Regions from separate parts of the Bombyx mori genome. Here region 1 is linked to region 2. A link is a contact called in public Hi-C data. All regions are on one chromosome and are shown on one strand. The core of a region is the stretch at or near the end of the contact, and the rest is flanking DNA. Distances in the headings are between cores, read along the strand shown. Region 1 overlaps LOC101745996 (photoreceptor-specific nuclear receptor). Region 2 holds the start of LOC101745996 (photoreceptor-specific nuclear receptor).

What was found. Hi-C and Micro-C count contacts between places; a contact is called where the count stands out from the background.
Region 1: a Hi-C map of posterior silk gland shows a contact between it and region 2, with 2.1 times the contacts expected there. The contact joins the enhancer-like site here to the promoter of LOC101745996 in region 2. A contact is called at or near these places in 2 of 7 Hi-C or Micro-C datasets (middle silk gland and posterior silk gland).

What each region holds. Positions count from the first base shown.
Region 1 is chr28:8,681,649-8,686,075 of ASM3026992v2, forward strand. All of the region lies in intron 4 of LOC101745996 (photoreceptor-specific nuclear receptor), which reads left to right. Among protein-coding and RNA genes, the nearest start is that of LOC101740773, 26 kb to the right of the region's middle. Within about 2 kb of position 2,408, at least 4 of the 8 cell types and tissues checked have open chromatin away from gene starts, as enhancers often do.
Region 2 is chr28:8,634,565-8,638,723 of ASM3026992v2, forward strand. LOC101745996 (photoreceptor-specific nuclear receptor) reads left to right here and starts at 2,350. Exons shown (of 11, transcript XM_038021229.2): 1 at 2,350-2,519. The coding sequence starts at 2,459.

The DNA of each region.
Region 1 (4,427 bases), core at 1,158-3,657, 47 kb after region 2:
TCTTAGATGTACGTTACAAACATCGGTGGTAGGCCGTCTTGTGAGTCCGCACGGGTAGGTACCACCACCCTGCCTATTTCTGCCGTGAAGCAGTAACGCGTTTCGGTTTGAAGGGCGGAGCAGCTGTTGTACCTACTGTTAAAAGTGAGACCTTACAACTCACGTCTCGAGGTGGGTGGTGGCATTTACTTTGTAGATGTCTATAAGCTCCAGTAACCACTTAAGACCAGATGGGCCGTGAGCTCGTTAACCCATATCAGCAAAAATAGTAACTTTTTTTTTATTAGTTAGGCCACGACGACTTCGAAACTAAATAAAAATGTCGAAAGGAGTCTTAGTAGGCATTGGCTTAACTATGCCGTTGCATTATCTAAGAACGAAGGACTCTTAAATCGTCCTTTAACTACATTAAAAAAAAAAAAACTAACAACACGAACGGAAAGCTAATCCTTAATTTAGTCAATATTATGGTAATACCTATCTATTGTCCGGCCGCTGAGAGAATGCCTTTGTGGATAAGTTGGAAGATGTAATTTTTAAGCACTTTTCATTTTAACGACTCTAAAAAAAAAAAAAATGCTCTACAATTTTGCGGTAAATATAAATTTAATCGAGCGGATTCTTTCGGCGGTCGGACAGTAAATGTTTTAGTATGTCCATTTTGGTGGCCTTAGGGGTTGTTCTAGCTACCCCGGACGAGTGGGGGAGCTAACGCGCTCAACCTGAAAGAGTTTGCTAATACTGGCCCCAACAAGAGCAGTGCTTTGCCGAAACTACCACCGGATCGGAATTACCACCCACTGAGAAGATCCGGCGAGAAACTCAGTGGATTAGCTCACCTGCTACTAAGCAATTACCGAACAACGAAAAAACTGTGAATATATCGTCATCTCGCATTAAAGCTGTATAATCTCAAAACTGACTAATTTTACAGGAGTGTGTTTGAAAGAATTAACATGTGATATTTTTAATATGAATCATCTTTGCAACATTTATTTTTTATTTTTTGCCAGTTACATTATCTGTCTATTAAAGTTAGATAAAATTATCTATTAATTTTGTTAATAGTAGTCAAAATATAGGTAAGCAAAAAATAAAACTAAAACTAAACAACGCTCTTTTGACAGTATTTTATGAGAAAAATACTGGTGATACCAAAATATGATTCCGCATTTCCTAAAATATTCAAACTCAATTTTGAATATTTTAGGAAATTGTATACTTTTAATGCGAAAAGACGATATGCCGTAGAACTGAGGACCGCTGGAGCAGACGGGTTCTCGAGTGGAGACCGCGCAGCGGAAGACGTAATGTAAGGTGGTGTGATGACCACCAAACCATGCACCCCACGCTTTTTTAAAATAAAATAATTTTTTCTTACACTATTTTTAATTCAAATTTATTAAAATGTATTTTCTATTTTTTAGTTGGATTTTCTATAAAGGTGTAAGTATTTTGTTAGTTTTTTTAAACTATTATTATTTTTCATTTTTTAGTTGAATTTAAAATTATCCAATATATTTTTTTTTTATTTTTTTTTTAAAGTTTTTGTGTCACCGGTCAATAAGTATACCAAATTTCGAGTTAATCCAACGTTTTTAAGGGGGTCAAAATCATGTTTAAAAATTCCGTTACGTACTAACATACCTACATACGTCTGAAGCTAATAAAAGCGTAGGTATTAAAAACCCCAAGATCGCATCTTAAAATTGGTTTTAATTGTGATTGCGGTTCACAAAACTGAAAGAAATACCACACCTGACAACTAATCTGTCACTTCAAGCTTACCCATTAATATCAAGAAACGAAAAAAAAAAACACCAATATTTTCTAATTAATACGTGAAGCAAAAACTTTGTATCCATATACCTTTTTACGAAAATTGCGTGGACAGAGGAGTATGAAATTTTCCACACTTATAGAGAATACAGAGAAGAAGTGCACAATGCTAATATATTTTTTTAAATAATGCATAAAAGTTACATTAAATCAATAAAGAAAACATTACACACACTACATACCATGTAGTTGACGCACACACGCATGCATACTATTTATTGTCAAACTTTTGTTCTTGACGTCTGTTGTCAAATTGAGATTAAATATTGTATGTCTTTGTTAATATTTTTTATAGTATAGTCTTGGTGAAATTTGTCATTATAGAAGTATAAAATACAATCATAATAGTGTACAAACTTACAATTCTAATTAATTATAGTCGAATTTCGACTACTGCGGGACCACTAGTATTTTCAGACAGCCAAATCTTAAGTGTCAACCGAATTGAACCCGAAAACCGCTAATGCTTCGTCCCTTTCATTTCCACACGAAACTATCGTGACCCCGTCTCTTTCTTACGCCGCCGGAAATGAGATCTCAAAGATGGCTGCGGCCGGATGTGGGAGGGGCTTTTGATTTATAGTAGGTGGGGTTCTGAACTATCTCACTATAGAATTAAGGAATGTTCAGAATTTAGTGAGGTTCGATTTTCGGATAGTGAATCTAACGGGAGTGACTGAATCAAATAGATTATATCATTTTTTTTACTTTACTTTAACTTTTATACCAAAAGAAAAAGATTTAATGTTCTAAAGTTACTTAATGTTTTACTGGTGGTAGGACCTCTAGTGAGTCTGCGCGGGTAGGTACCACCATCCTGCCTATTTCTGCCGTGAAGCAGTGATGTGTTTCGGTTTGAAGGGTGGGGCAACCTTTGTAACTATACTTGAGAACTTAGAACTTATATCTCAAGGTGGGTGGCGCATTTACGTCATAGATGTCTATGGGCTCCAGTAACCACTTAACATCGGGTGGGCTGTGAGCTCGTCCACCCATCTAAGCAATAAAAAAAAAAGTTAATCGTAATTAATTTTTTTCGTTTTTTTTATTGCCTTTGTGGGCAGACGAGCGTACAACCCACCTGATGGTAAGTGGTTACCGTCGCCCATGGACGTCAGCAATACCAGGGGCAGAACCAAGCCGCTGCCTACCGTTATCGTGGTGCCTTCGAGTGGCGCACGTAATTAAAACTATTTTTAACGGTTTGTCTGTTTAGAGATTACGTGACCACGTAAACCGTAACGTAGCTGTTCGAACCATTTACGTTTGCCGTAGACACGTACATACGTACCCATCACATCGGCACGCGACAATGCGAATGATTGGTCGTCGCCTACCAACTTCAAGCTTCGTCTATTACTAGTGGTAGGACCTCTTGTGAGTCCGCACGGGTAGGTACCACCGCCTTGCCTATTTCTGCCGTGAAGCAGTAATGCGTTTCGGTTTGAAGAGCGGGGCAGCTGTTGTACTGTTAAAAGTGAGACCTTAGAATTCAGTGTGGGTGGCGGCATTTACGTTGTAGTTGTCTATGGGCTCCGTTAACCAATTAGCACCAGGTGGACCATGAGCTCGTTCACCCATTTAAGCAATAAAAAAACCCTTTTAGCTTCACTGACTTCAAAAATGATGGTGGTTCTTATAACACGATATTTTTTGTTACCTCTGAACTATTTTTAGGTGAATTTTGATTATTGTTTTATTATTCGAAAGCTAGTGCTTCGTAGTAATATTATACCATTTAAACATTATCAAGATCTGACCAGTAGTTTTTGAGTTCTCCTTAATAATGTAGATTCTAATATTTTAATTTTACTTCGACTGCATTGATAATAATTTCTTTTGTTTTTTTTGGATAAAGTCAGATTTGTTTTTTGTTGTTGTGTGTTTTTGCCTAGACAAGATCCGCCAATTAGAGGTTATAACTACTTAACTTTTTGACCAATAAAAAATCATTCTAATATTTTCGTTCCTTGAAAACACATTTAAATCACACCTTGAAATCCTCAATTACGACGAGCGAACTAACCCATAGACACAGCCCACTTTAGCCCAGCTTAGAGTGGTAGATTCTGCCAACCAACGCTCTTTCTAGAGCCAATGCTAGTCGTTGATAATGACTTTCCAAGATTCCGTCACATACAAAGAAAGCGCGCTAATAAAAACGGTTCAAAAAGAAACCGCGTAACTCCGATCACATTTCCTACTACAAATAAGGCCGAACGGGTTTGTACCTTCATGACTTCGGTCGCGAAGTAGTCACACCACATATGTACGTATGAATGTCGACTTTATTTCCTCTTTGTTCTTCGCAAACCCAAACGATTATAAACTACCATAATCTCGCTTTTACCATCGCACCGCCCGCCACCGCAGTAGAGTTCATCCATACTACTTGTAGCCACTTTTTTGCCACGTACCATCCGGCTTTGGAATGAACTCCCCTCTACGGTATTTCCCGAGCGCTATGACATATCCTTCAAACGAGGCTTGTGGAGGGTATTAAGCGGTAGGCAGCGGCTTGGCTCTGCCTCTGGCATTGCTGAAGTCCATGTGCGACGGTAACCACTGACCATCAGGTGGGCCGTAAG
Region 2 (4,159 bases), core at 1,100-3,599:
GTAAGAATTTTTGTTTCTGACCACGACTGATTCAATCATGTCGGTATTTTAGGTACATAAAATTTTACTAATTTTACTTTTCAATAATTCATTTTACAAGTTTTATTTAATTTATAAAATGAATTATTGTAGAGAGAAAAGTACGTACACTAGGATTGCTCGGACAGAATAGTGAAGATCATAAATTTAAATATGTTCTAATTTTTTTTGCGAACGAACCCACAGACTGCCTTTTTAAACCGGTCACCCCACAAAAAAAAAGAAGTACTAATAAAAAAAAATGTGTGCGTGTACTAGTGTACACACGTAAGAAGTGAAACTTGTTTATGGCCTTATTTTTCGAAAAATGATCTACATGCAACTTTCTAGAAATTGGTTAAATAAAGTTAAATTAGATAAAGTTTAAACAAAAGGATTTTATTATCATAGACATGAATACAAATAATACAATTATTTCACTTTACCTTTTTGCTACTAAGATTATTACAGCATTTTAATAATACATCTCTTTGATATCATAATACCCTGGTACTTTTCTTCCTATAAATTAATAATAATAGCACGGTCCACGTGGTGTTAAATGGGGTTCCTGAGGTTCGTGAAGTTTGACCCACCTTGAGACATGAGGTCGATTTCTCAAATCCGAAACCATGCTTCAGAACATACCGCCGTTAATTATTAATAAATCTCTTTGCTATCATAATACCCTGGTACTTTTCTTCCTATTATTTTACGTAATAACAGTAATAAATAGCACGGTCCACGTGATATTATTAAGTGGGCTCCCTGAGATTATTGGAATTACAAAATGATTTCCGTAATCCACCTGGAGACATGAGGTCAATTTCTCAAATCGGAATCCATACTTCAGAACATACAGCCGTTAATTAATAAAGAAGGCTGTACGTCAGAGTAAAGTTATAATAATACATCTCTTTGATATCATAATACCCTGGTACTTTTCTTCCTATTATTTTACGTAATAACAATAATAGCACGGTCCACGTGATATTAAGTGGGTTACCTGGGATTATTGCAATTACAAAATGTATTCCGTGACCCACCTTGAGACATGAGGTCGGTTTCTCAAATGCGCATCCATACTTCAGAACATACAGCCGTTAATTAAAAGATGGCGCGTAACGGAAAAATGTGACGCGTAACCGAAAAATGTGACGGTAAATTTTTTTCCAACGCCGATAAGGAAGTTTCACTTCAATAAATAAAAAGCTCATATAAAAACATCGGCGGCTCCCGGACTATTTTCTCCCTGCCTAAGTTCCCGTCAGATGCGAAAAGCAACGGGGCGGAGTCAGACCCGCCTTCGGCCAAGCTCACGTCGAGCGGAGACCGCGTCAAAAGTCCACCAGCCGCGCTAGCAAGCGCTTGACAAAATCGCGCGGGAAATTAAAAAAAAAAAAATCGTCGCGAATTCTTATCCTTAACGTTTGAGTGGTAATTGAATTTTCGTGAACGGGTAAAATAGTTTGGTTAAATCCTTTTTTGAATCTAAAATTGCAAATGTATACGAAGTGCTGGCGAAGTGGCTAGTAATTTTGCGTAGATTTTTTTAAATATTAGTTAATTAATTAGAGATTGGCCAATTTAGTCGGTGGCGGTGACTGATTTTGTTGCCAATATGAGAATAAAATTAATAAACAGGCAAACCCTCATAGTTTTAAAGATTACTACAATGAAAAATCTTTTGAACTTCACGATTAAATGGTTTAACAATGTCAAATGAGAGCTTGACAATTTCGGTTTCTCTCGGCAAGCGTTTGATAAAATTCTGTATTTTTCTGATCAAACGGCTTGGCCGCAAACGCCAAATGGTATCTATGACGGTAGGACATTTTTGTATCGAAGTTTATTTCAGAAATAAGCAGTTTCGAATTTTTTTTATTGTTTCACTGTATTCATGCTACTATTACGATTTAACCTCGCGTCTTTTTATTGTCATTATGTTATTTTCGAAGTTGTGAATAGTTCAGTTTTCATGGTGTCTGAAATATATAATAATGACCAAAAAAAATATTCGAAATTAAACCCTAAAAGTATTTTAATAGAAGGCGATTATCGTTTTTAAGTTATTTGTATGAAATAGAAAAACTATGTAAATACATACTTAAAAAAGCGATTCGCTCTTCCATTTATTGGGTTCTGTATGAAATTAAGTGACATTTTAAAACAACTTCGACTTGGACTGCGTTTTTTTTAATTCTAACTAATCACGCATTTGCATATATTTAACGGACGATATGTTCAATAGATTCGATAAATCGAACTATTTATAGACCTTCTTAGAGATGTGGCCGTATTAAATAAAATTATAATTTAGTAGGTATGTAAATTTCCAGTTCTTAGTGCGTGAAATAAGTTGATCGAAAAACCGATAAATGCTCTGAGCGCGCTCCTGACAGTGATAATAACAGTGTCAGTGATAATAGACGTTTTTGAAATGGAAATCGCTCAGGCACCCCTCCAGCTGACCCAAGAGCATCAGGATGGCCGGGTAACAGGTATAAAATCTTCCAGTTCTCTTTCTCTTTCTAATTATGGCAATTGGGTTCGTGCGATGCCATTGTTGCCAATGTCGAGTTTATAAAAATCTTCAATAATTAAATACATGCATATTCTGTTGTAACGGAGGGACGCCGCCCCGTAGGGAGGCCCAAGTACCGCTGGTCTGACGCTGTGGAAGGAAATTTACGGGAGCTCCAAGTGTCGGACTGGCAAGGTGTTGCGCAGCGCCGGGATGAATGGCAAAGCTTATTGTCGGAGGCCAAGACCCACTTCGGGGTCATAGCGCCAGCTCAGTAGTAGTATATTCTGTTATTATGAAAAATAATACATTACATTGATAAAAAATTATTGTCGAATTGATAACTTCCTCTTTTGAAGTCGGTTAAAAAGCGTGATTTTGGTACCTTAAATAGCTCCTTAACATTATCTATTATTCAAAAATATTTACACTTTCTACGTAAATGAAGAGGCGGGTAAAGTTTAGCGCTATGCCAAAGTAATTATTTCACGCTGACGCAGTCGCGGGCAACAGTTAGTTATTTGTTTGTCCTTTTTTCACGTCGAAATGAAGGGACGTATTGTCATTCTTTTTGTATAGTGATAGTTTTAGGTCAGGAGACTGGTATAAGGTACCTTTTTTGCCGGAATCACTTCTCATTCCGACGGGAAACTACACTGATATTTTTCCTTTGACCACGCGGGCGAAGCCGCGGGTAACAGCTGGTGACCATACCAATACTTCATTATTTATTGTTAGATTTAAAGGTTTGATCTATTTTCATAAGTCTCTATGAATATTGTTAAGTTGTTGACTGCTATATAGGTCACCGGTGCCCTACGCGGCGCACCGAAGTAATCATGACGATTTCTGATACTAAGGCGCCTGGATTTCCTAACTTTACCTTCTTTTGTTAGTTAATGTACGTTTTAGACTTTACTTAATGTAGGCCTATTAGAAATATATTCATTCTCAGTATCTTCGGCTTCGTCTTTCCCAGAGTTTTGTATCTAGATATTCCGGCGCCTTAACAATCGAAATCGAAATAATTACTACTCCATTTTGTAAAAGCGACACCACACCTCTCATCGTGGCCGCCGGTAACTACATTCCCAAACCTGCGGATCAAATGGTAAACAGTCTTATACACCCTAAACACGTCATTACGGATCCTCCCGATCCACTATCGGTGCTTTTAGGTACCTCAAGCACCGATCATCAGCGAGTAAATTACACAGACACAGCCCACTGAGTTTCTCGTCAGATCATCTCAGTGGATCGCGTTTCCGATCCGGTGGTAGATTCTGCGAAGCACTGCTCTTGCTAGGGCTAGTGTTAGGAACGTCGTCGGGTTTGAGCCCCGTGAGTTAGCCTACTTGTTAGGTTACGCTGACATAGCCTCTCAAGGCTATCAGCATAAGTAGGAAAAAAATTACTTCTGCGCTTCACGTAGGGCACCGGTGACCTAGATGGCCAGGGCCCTGATACTTTAAGACAAATATTTTTTTTTACATCTTGACATTTTTTTTTTACTTTTTGACATCTTGTAGCGGATTCCCCAAAACTTATATGTTGTTGAAGTTAAGGCATTTAATTATTGTATAACTAAACACAGAAAAAAAAATCATACTAGTCTTT